3 separate regions of the Mus musculus genome follow, and all the other regions are linked to region 2. A link is a contact called in public HiChIP or PLAC-seq data. All regions are on one chromosome and are shown on one strand. Each heading gives the region's core, a stretch centred on a gene start, on an enhancer-like site or on the middle of the called end of the contact. The rest is flanking DNA. Distances are from core to core; before and after follow the strand shown. Region 1 holds the start of Igsf11 (immunoglobulin superfamily, member 11). Region 2 overlaps Igsf11 (immunoglobulin superfamily, member 11). Region 3 overlaps Igsf11 (immunoglobulin superfamily, member 11).

Region 1 (3,418 bases), core at 653-3,152, 120 kb after region 2:
CCAAGTCCAGATCGAAAGCTCACTTTGCCGTGAAATAAATATTCCTTGATGCCGCTGGCAAATGCGACTCAACATTTATTTGTTGTACCATCAAGTGTTTGGGCATGCTGATATTTAAGATCTTAAGAAGATCCCATTAGGGCTACAGACATATCCTCCCACTGTCTCCCTGCCCCACCCACCCACCTGATGCCCAAGTGCACCCAGTGGTAGCAAAGGAAATATCTGCCGAACAGAGGAACACGTTTTTTGAGAGTTAAAAGTGGCTCTACAGAACAGACCATCTCAAAGACGGGAACAACCTTGGAAGTCCTCAGAATCAGTCTAGTATTGAGTAGAAATCCTTCCAACCCAAAGCAAAGGCATAAATCAGGTGTCTGCCTATGAGTGATCCTAGAAACAAAATCACCTTTTTAAAAGTACTGCCTAATAAATTCAAAACACAAACTCTATCGGCCAACTAAGTTTCATGACAGATTTTCCAACTTAGTTTAACGACAGATCTTTCTATCAAAACCATTTGGAGCTGTTATTACAGCAACGTTTACAGCATTTCAGCTGTGTTCAAGGATTATGAGGAACATCTATGAATTCGCTTATTTCACCTTTGACAGAAGGACAGGAAGACACAGGCCTGCTGAAAGCAGTGAATGACAAACTCAGTTTGGAAGCTCAAGCGCATAAATGCACACTTTGGTATGTGACCTCACTACGTGTATAGTGTCACTAAAAAATATGCCTACTGAACTTCAAGACGTCAGAACACGGTCCCTGGTATCGTCATGGACGGTAACAGGCCAGTTTGCTATGCTTTCTCCTATACCAGGTGAACGACCTAAAACTGGGTTACATCAAGATTAAAACATCGTTTATTCAAGTAAGGCCATAAAAATGACTGGAGACCTACAAAGATGTCTAGAGAGAAATAGAATTAACCACAGCACACTCCATCACTGCACTAGCTTCTTAAAGAGAAGCCTTCTGGACAAATTTCAGCAAACCTCAGCAACCAATTACTGAGTCAGAAAACTTGATTCCACAGAACAATGCACACACAAAGGCAGGATTGTAGAAAAGGACATTCAGAGCCTGCCTATGATGATTACTGGGGGGAAAACAAAACGTTAAGAAAAACTTAAGAAATCAAATTTGAATAACCAACTGTTTTCAAGCGCTTGCTCATATTGCTACATTCTATGTATTTTTATAAGGCAACTTAGACCCTTCTGGTTACAAAACGAAGTGTAAATAAACTTTGCTTTCGGATGTAATCGAGCGTTTGGGTTTTTGTTGTTGTTGTTGTTTGTTTTTTTAATAAAGTGAAATGTTTACCCCTGCATATGTTTTAAAGGTTATAATGAAGTTACAACTTTAAATCTGAAAAAAAAAACTTTTAATCAATTTAATTCTTTTAATATCGCAAACTCCTTCAAGGCTGTGGTAAAGCTACAAAGTTTTCCTGGAGCCCTCTAGTAAGGGCAGGCGACTCTAACACTATTTCTAAGTGGACTGGCAGCGGGAGTTCGTTCCGGGAAGTGGCGGCGGGGAGCGGCGCTGGGGTTACAGCGCTTGGGGACACCTGGCAGACGCGGGCCTCCGCTACCGCCCCGGGGCAGCCGGTTCCCAGGCCCTGCGGGCACCAGCGGGCTCGGTCCCCCGAGGCGGCAGGACAAGCTGAGTTACTCACCGAGCAGCGACACGAGCAGCCAGGACGCCGGAGCGGAGCGCCGCCGAGTCATGCCGGAGCCGCCGGGGGAGCCGCCGTCCGCCGGGCTCCTGGGCGGCGGGGTGCAGCGTGGGACCAAGCGGGACACGGGAGCGCCGAGGCCACTCCGCTCCGCCGAGGCTCGGGGCAGGCTCGGGCGTCCCGGGCTCGCCGGCCGCCGCGGCCACCACCAGCCGCCGCAGCCACTCCCCCCAGCTCCCGCCAGCTCTTCCCCAGCCGGGGGCTCGGCACCGCCTGCCCACTCGCCGAGCGGTCTCCAGGGCAACCGCGACTCCAGTGCGACGCCTAGTGGCCAGCCGCAGAATGCACAGAACTCAAGGCTGGCGCGGCCAGGCCACCTGCTCTGGTCCCCATGAAACCTGCAAGGACAGGTTGAACCTAAAACCCCAAAGTGGCTTCCCTCAGATCCAACTCGTCTTTCTTGGCTGAAGTTTTCAAACAGTCCCTACTCTGACCATTTTAGTCTCTCCTGAAAACCATTTAATCTATCTGAAAGAACCTTAGGAGTCTTTTAGAAGACAGGAAGACCTTTAGGAAAGTTAACCTGTCCAAGGGATGAGTTCCCTTATTGTAGTCCAGTGCAGAGTCGTCAGCCCTGAAACCATATACAAACAACAAAAAACCGGATTGCATCTCCATAGATGGATGGATGGATGGATGGATGGATGGATGGATGGATGGGCAGACAGATAGATATGCATACACAGGCATGTGTAACTAAAAAAGAGGTTAATAACTTGAGAATGGGGAGAACACGGGAGGAGTTTTAAAAGAGGGTATGGCTGGGAAGAGATGGAGGGAAGAGACCAAAGGAAAGACAAAAGTGATGTAATGCTATTTCAATTAAAACCAGGATGATCTAAAATGCCTGACCTTTCCATCTAAGCCTCCCAAGCCCTGGGATTACAGGCCTGCAGCCATGCTTGTCATCTTCCAATGTCTTAAGTGATTCCTCACCAAGCTCACGTTTCCTTAGACTGCTTTTTAACACCGAGTACTGTCTTGCCTTGACTGTGGCACCTGTGTCTTCGATGGATGTTTTTACCTTTTGCTTGTTTGCTCTGGTTAGACTGAAGAGGCCTTCATAACATTTGAAATGCTTTTACTTATTTGAACAGCATTACCCACCCATCCTTTCCCAATTTAGTTTCTGTTTCCTCCTACAGCCCGAAGTCATTTTCTGCTTCCACACCCACACTGAGCCTTGGAGTTTTGAGGACCTACCTGCCCATGAACCTCCCAGACATGAGATCAGATTCTGAACAGCTTAGATTAGAACTCCTGTAGCCCTTCAGAATTCTGAACCCCGACACCTCACAGAACCAATTTTGCCAGGACAACTCAGAAACAATAGTATACTCAGGAGCATGGCAAATGTAGAAAACAATGTTTTAAAGAGAAGTATATTTGCACAATGATTTAAGGCTGTGTAGGAAAAACAAAAATATCAAGAAAGTAGAATTATAAAACTAATTTAAATATTGAAATGTTATATTTTGAAGAAGAAGAAAAAAAGGAGAAGTTTTAAAATGCCAATCACTAGAGCACTGAGAGAGGAACACTTGGTTTTTGCAGAAGACCCGAGTTCTGTTCCCAGTACCCACGTGGTGGCTCACAACCATCTGTGATCCAGTGTCCTCTTCTGACCTCTGAAAGAACCAGGCTCACATGTGGTGTGTATACAACTGCCGG
Region 2 (3,305 bases), core at 728-3,227:
TGTTGTGTGTTTTATTTTTAAAGCTACCACATTGGAATATTGATGAATACCTAACTGGTAAAACTTAGGCAACTTAACAGTACCAACACAGTTTAGTCATTTATTTATATGAAGTTTAAGTGACTTATCATGAGAACAAAAATATCCTAAGCACTGGGTAAATTTTTACATGTAGCTTTTTTTTTCCAATGACCCTTTGAGATATTTTTATTATTAGCCCACTGAACAAATAAAGACACTGAAGTTTTAGATAGCTGGCAAATAAGAGAACACAGCTGGTTGCTGAAACTGCAACTGTATGAATGGAATCTAATGTGTATGCTCTGGGCTTCACTGCCTCCCTTTAGCTGGAAAGAAACCACATCTGTCATCAAAATCATCCAAAACCGAGCAAACCCAGAAGTCACTGGGAAAGACTCCTAATGGCACACATGAGGTGAGCCAGAAACAAAGTCCAAGAATACCTGAGCCTATACTGGGAACTGCTGCCACCCTGGCATGACTTTATATGGGACTAAGATCTAGTTTTGCTGGTGGTTTTCATCTTTAACTACATCAAAGGCAGAAGCAGGGAGCCTAGCTCCATCAGTTCCTTCATTTACTACACAAATACTATGGAGACCGTCTCTGTGCTGGATACTTCACAGAACAGTACAGGATGATGAGGACAGACATTAATGAAGCAAGAAGGCCAGAAGACTCAGTAAGTAGGTTAAATGCCAGCCAGAGCCACAGTCCTCAGTTTGAGTTGCTAACAGTGTACAGGGATAGAATCAAATGAGTACCAGGAAATCAGATACAATGGTGGAGAGGGGGAAGCAAGAGCCACAGGTTCCCATACATCAGTGCTGCCAGAGTTGTCTAAGCCTTCAAACACAATACAATGAATGGGATGTGTTCATGAATGACGGAACTGACAAACATGTACTTGAAATAGTATCAATATCATAAACCAGAAAAAGCAGAGAGACTTGGTGTTTGCTTTTTTTCTATGGGAGTACTCAAAGGTTACATCCATATTATATAGTTATCTAATATATCTATGACAAGATAGTAACTCTGGATTGGATTATATGTAACAAAATCAATATTTAATGGTTACTTGGTTTTCATGAATTATTTCCTTTTCCATGTGTGTGTGAATTGAGTATATATTTTGTGTGTATATGTACATATATATGTGTGAGAGAGAGCTTTAAGTAGGCCTGATTTCATCTTCATAACACGTTTAGGCTCTATGTCCCTGCTTTCCAAAACTAAGAAATCTTGGAGTAGCCCTGACATCACATGTACACGAGTTACAGTGGTCTATCCAATCAGATCTGTCTGGGTACAAAGATCATGATTCTCATAGGTACACCTGCTTTCCAGTAAGACACTTAAAGCTACCTCATTACACAGGATGCTGCTGGGCCAGGAAGCATTTCTGACCCCCAAAATACGACCAAGGAGCCATCTCCAACATAATTGCATTAGGGTCTCCTTATTATAAACTCAAGTTTGGGCTTACTCACCTCCAACCCTCAGGACAGTTTGGTGAATCAGCCCCAAACCCTCATTGGGATAGGGTTTTATAGTAAAATGGGAGCAAGTGACAGGGTGTCCAGGCTGGTAAGCATCTAATGGAATAACTATTGTTAAGTCAACAGGGGGGTGCTCTAAAGTGAGACCATGAACAATCACGAAAGGTCTAAAAGTACATCTCAAACAATCAAACTAATCTTTGATTGATTGTTACTAGGTAGTAGCTAGGGATAACTCTAGGGTATGGGCCAAGGACAGGCCATGGGGTCCTTCCTGGTATGTGGGTGCAGCTTGGGTTCAGCTATGGGTCAAGTTCTCAGGCTTTTTTTTTCCTCTTAAGACAGGAGTCTGGTCCTAAGATGGAGTAGGTTTGGCCTCTCAGCTTCTGTGCACAGCCAGAACCATGCAAAGTGGCAGCACTGTTGGTATAACAAAGCAGCCATCTGCAGAACCCCTCCTTCAACACATCCCAAAGTTTCCAGGCAACAAAAGCCCAGCCTCCCGGGCAACCAACCCTGCAACCCCCACACTGCTACTGCTTTTCTTCCATTTTTCTCCTTAAGGTCCAAAATTCTAAAAACTCAGTCAGTTCACATCAAACCAGTAATTTTGTTGACATTTCCAGAGACAACTGGGAGAATTTTAAACAGCTGCTTTAAGCAGCACTTGGCATATACAAAAGCAGGCAACTGGAACGAGGGCTGCTTTAAAGTGATACTTTTCATAGGTGAACCCACTGATCCTTTGTCCCCAGTTGCTGACACCATAAGCTATTTAAAACAAAACAAAACAAACAAACAAACACACACACACACACACACACACACACACACACACATGGTTCAGTGTGTGAGGCAGTATGCCTGTTATAGCTTACTTAGCAGGTGACAGATGAGACAGGCTTGTTGAGAAGAAGCACTAAGAAAAAATGAATCAAGCAAAGCTAAGCTAGGGGCAACCCCTCATCAACACCACTCTGTAGCAAAACAAAAACAAAAACCAGCCAAACAAACAAAACCCTATACATCACACCCTGACACCAGTCAAGCCTGTGTTAGGACAGGAATAATTTACGGAAATGAAAGATGACGGTAGTGGTCCCTTTGGTCTTCCTTCTTCCAAATAGGGGTGTGGAGTTGGAGGAACAGGCCCTTCATAACAGGGAAACAAATATATCACATTACTCCCAGGTCTGCATGTTCTCAGCTCCAGAGCTGGCATTTGGCTGTGTCAAGAGTGCATCGGCTGAGAGCATGGGTTTGGGAGCCATACGGGCTTGGGTTGAAGTTGGCTCAGCATCCTACCAGCTCTGTGGGCCTGAGGGTGTTGTTTGCTTAAGGGTGTGTGCTTCAGCTCCTCATCTGTAACTGTGAACCAGGGATTAGAAACACTCTTGAACTGGTGAGAACAGAATGAGACACTACGATGCTGTCTGGTGATACATCTACACAGGAATTTCTTGGGGTTATGTGTGTGTATCTGTGTCTCTGTGTCTCTCTCTGTGTGTGTGTGTCTGTGTCTGTGTGTGTGTATGGATTTTTTTTTTAATCCTAAGGAAACTTAGTTAAGAAATGTAGAAAAAAGTCTAGCATCTTAAATTCTGAGCAGATGTCAATATTTGGAAGAGTAATAAGAGTGCCAAGTATCATAAATATTTTTATAACTTATACATCTTAAGGAATGAATGATCATAATAACTGAATAATTTCTTATGTAAAAGTATGAGAAGTTCTGTTTCAAAAATAATGATAAACTGGGCAGTGGTGGCACATGCCTTTAAT
Region 3 (3,282 bases), core at 245-2,744, 95 kb after region 2:
CTCCCTCCAGGATAAACCTTCTAGATTCACCTCTCCTCGGTTCATCTCCTTTTACAATTGACTCGCAGACTGTTTCTGTTGGAACTTTAGAATAAGAGTGGTCCTATAAGGACGCATTTCATATAAAATGGTGGCACATGTCTGTAACCCCGTCAATCAGAGCTGAAGCAGGAGGGTCAAAAGCTAAAGTTCAGCCTGGACTACATGGTATCAGGTCAGCCTTGGCCACTTGGCAAACCCTGTCTCGGATGGATGGATGGATGGATGGATGGATGGATGGATGGATGGATGGATGAAGTGGTTCTCCCCTATAGTTTACATCCTAGTGGAGGATGATATGGACTTCTGAGTCTCATTTGTTTGTTCATGCTTTCCAAGTCTCTGGACCATAGTTTGGCCCCTTCAACAATTAGAGGAAACAGAAAAGACCTAGTTTAGTATATTCTAATAGAAACAAAGTAGTCATTAAACATTTTGCTTCTAAACTGTTTTCTCAATGAGTTTTCCTAAGGAGAAACATAAGATATATTGTGTACTTTTGACAATATTTAAACATCTTCTCCACACTGGGCACTGTGCTATATTCTAGGAACATGATAATATTCAAAAATAACTTGCAAATAGACTTTTTTAAAAAGAAAGAGTGAACATTCATAGTGAAAGGTTCATTGCAGACTACCTAATCCCACCCACCCATACAACAGAGAAACAAATTGTCCTGTCCAAATCTATCCAGGTAATCTGTGGCAAAAGTAAGACAAAAGAAGGTTCTTATCTAATGCCTTCCTCCCTGGTCTAGTCCAGTAGCTTGAAAGCTTCATCCGGCAGGCGGGCGTGGTGGCACACGCCTTAAATCCCAGCACTCAGGAGGCAGAGGCAGGCGGATTTCTGAGTTCAAGGCCAGCCTGGTCTACAAAGTGAGTTCCAGGACACCAGGGCTACACAGAGAAACCCTGTCTCGAAAAACCAAAAAAAAAAAAAAGAAAAAAAAAAGAAAAAAAGAAAAACAAAAGAAAAAAAAAAGAAAAGAGAAAGCAAGCTTCATCGGTCCAACAATAAATAATTCTAGTTTAAGATGCTACGTACAGGCCAGTTGAGGCAGCACACACCTATCATCCTAGCACTTGGGAGGGAGAAGAAGACCAAGAGTTTAAGGCTATCCTTTCCTACAGTGAAAGTTAGTGACCAATCTGGTCTACAACGCTGTCTCAAAATAAATAAATTAATTAAATAAATTACTTAAAAAAACACTATACACACACATCTGAACATCTTTAACAATGAACACGTGAACAGAGACTCGATGGCACAGCTTCGTGGAGAAGAGCAATGAAAAACATGAAACAAACTTAAAGGAGACAGAACGGAGCTGAGCCGTGGACGCAGCACCTGGGAGTCAGCAGATGACATCCATTTGCGCTCGTTAGCACAGCCTGGCATGTGCTACGCCACCCCCTCGGGTAATTTACATTTTTTTTAAAAGCATGTATTTCTAAATTTAGGAAGTCGGGATAATCAGGGTGGAAAAGCCCATCTGCCTGACGCTCTCTCCAGCTGCTGCAGATCCTGAAGTGAAACTGGAGTCTCTGCTCTGTGTCATCTTAGCCAGTCTGGACCACGAGGACATGACAGAAGCTGAAAAGCAGCTGTGGGGTAGGGGCTCCACTATGGATTATATTTGGTGCGCGATGTGGCACCCCAACTGTGCTTAAATAAACCTGCTGCGAATGCTGAAGTGCATTTGTGCATGTCCACACTTTCCTGTAAAGTTGTTGTGGGGTACAACTATAGACACAGAAAGACCCAGGGAAATATGATGCTTGACTCTTTCAGAGGTTAAAATAATAAAGGGACCAGAAACATTGCTCAGCTGCATTTTTCCCCTTGGATAAAGCATTTACCCAAATTCTGGTCCAAACTTTCCTCTTACATGCTGTGTCATTTTGGAAAAGGCCACTTTACTTCCTCGGATTTTTTATTACATGACATGAAAGAACAAAAGGCAGAGGAAGAGACAAGGGTTGGCCAGAAAAGAGAAACACAGACGCTGAACAATGTGCTTTTTCGCATTTAGAACCCTGGTGCTCTAGAGACCTGTGCCAATTCCCACAGAGCAGCTACCACACTTAGACTCCTCCCCATTTGCTGGGAAACCATCAACGTTAAAACCAGAGGCAAATCTATAAGTATCTATTCATATACCTTTTTAAAACTCTCTTGGGAAAGTGTCAGTCATGTATCCTGTAGGTTTAGGTGTATTTAGTAAATACTGGAAATTGAAATTGTTTCTAAAGCGACCACAACCTGAGAGAGATCCCACTTTATCCAAAGCCGTTCCCAGACAGGGCCGTGTGTAAAAGCGCTACTAAGAAGCATGCATTTTCTGGGTCCACAGACATTTCCTGCACAGTCTCCCTGTGCCAGACACTGTGGAGCAAGTGACACTGAGCAACAGCAAAACCTTTACCGGAAGGTGCCTGTTAGTGCTCTGAGCTATCAGGGAGGCATTTAACTAGAAGGGACAACCACCACCTGGATAAAATCCAGCTTATTTAACATCACTAGTAAGGGTGTCTGACATGGAGCCTGGGGCCATGATCACCATGTCACTCTTCCAAGGAATCCACAATGACCTACAAGACATGAGCAAGCACCCCACAGAGGTAAAAGCGGTTTTAAAACATGGTTATTTTAAAGGCATTTTCATCATAACTCTTTCTGCCATACTATTTTTAATATATTTATATTTGTAGTGACTGCGTATTTTAAGACGTGATTTGCAATGGATGTTTTAGTGTTATCTTGCTCTTTTAGTGCCTTAGATGTTCTTTTTCTTCTTCTTCTTCTTCTTCTTCTTCTTCTTCTTCCTTCTTCTTTTCTTCTTCTTCTTCTTCTTCCTTCTTCTTTTCTTCTTCTTCTTCTTCTTCTTCTTCTTTTCTTCTTCTTCTTCTTCTTCTTCTTCTTCTTCTTCTTCTTCTTCTTCTTCTTCTTCTTCTTCTTCTTCTTCTTCTTCTTCTTCTTCTTCTTCTTTTTGTGTTGTCTATTTGACTCCAGTGCGTGTCTCTAATACCTAGAAAAAGTCCAACATAAAACAGGCACTAAGGTAATATTTAGTGAGTATGTAAGGAGTATTATGAAGCAAGAGCAGGGGCTGGAGAGACAGTTCAGTGGTACAGAGTACATGCTACTCCATACAGAGGACCTATGTTCAGATCCTAGCACCCAGTTAGGGTGGCTAACAACCACTAACTTCAGCTCCTGAGATTTAACTACCTCTGCTGC

Evidence for each region. HiChIP or PLAC-seq counts read pairs in DNA pulled down with a chosen protein or histone mark.
Region 1: an H3K4me3 HiChIP or PLAC-seq map of embryonic basal ganglia shows a contact between it and region 2, with 2.8 times the contacts expected there. The contact joins the promoter of Igsf11 here to the enhancer-like site in region 2. A contact is called at or near these places in 7 of 39 promoter capture datasets (frontonasal cranial neural crest, hippocampal neurons, liver and 4 more), 8 of 484 Hi-C or Micro-C datasets (the Patski cell line, brain, brown adipocytes and 5 more), 11 of 115 datasets of contacts at active chromatin or transcription factors (bone marrow-derived macrophages, craniofacial prominence, embryonic basal ganglia and 8 more) and 3 of 9 other capture datasets (adipose tissue, liver and pancreatic islet).
Region 3: a contact with region 2 is called in an H3K4me3 HiChIP or PLAC-seq map of embryonic basal ganglia, with 2.4 times the contacts expected there. The contact joins two enhancer-like sites. A contact is called at or near these places in 4 of 39 promoter capture datasets (cranial neural crest, liver, maxillary cranial neural crest and 1 more), 2 of 484 Hi-C or Micro-C datasets (cortical neurons and stem cell-derived neural stem cells) and 2 of 115 datasets of contacts at active chromatin or transcription factors (embryonic basal ganglia and hepatocytes).

The regions. Positions count from the first base shown.
Region 1 is chr16:38,900,829-38,904,246 of GRCm38.p6, reverse strand. Igsf11 (immunoglobulin superfamily, member 11) reads right to left here and starts at 1,902. Exons shown (of 7, transcript NM_170599.2): 1 at 1,688-1,902. The coding sequence starts at 1,739.
Region 2 is chr16:39,018,368-39,021,672 of GRCm38.p6, reverse strand. The region is part of intron 4 of Igsf11 (immunoglobulin superfamily, member 11); the gene reads right to left. Among named protein-coding and RNA genes, the nearest start is that of Gm36585, 96 kb to the left of the region's middle. Within about 2 kb of position 1,977, at least 15 of the 459 cell types and tissues checked have an H3K27ac peak or open chromatin away from gene starts, as enhancers often do. A contact at or near this core is called in cortical neurons, embryonic basal ganglia, forebrain and 1 more, where this site is marked.
Region 3 is chr16:38,923,388-38,926,669 of GRCm38.p6, reverse strand. All of the region lies in intron 1 of Igsf11 (immunoglobulin superfamily, member 11), which reads right to left. Among named protein-coding and RNA genes, the nearest start is that of Igsf11, 23 kb to the right of the region's middle. Within about 2 kb of position 1,494, at least 31 of the 459 cell types and tissues checked have an H3K27ac peak or open chromatin away from gene starts, as enhancers often do. A contact at or near this core is called in cortical neurons and embryonic basal ganglia, where this site is marked.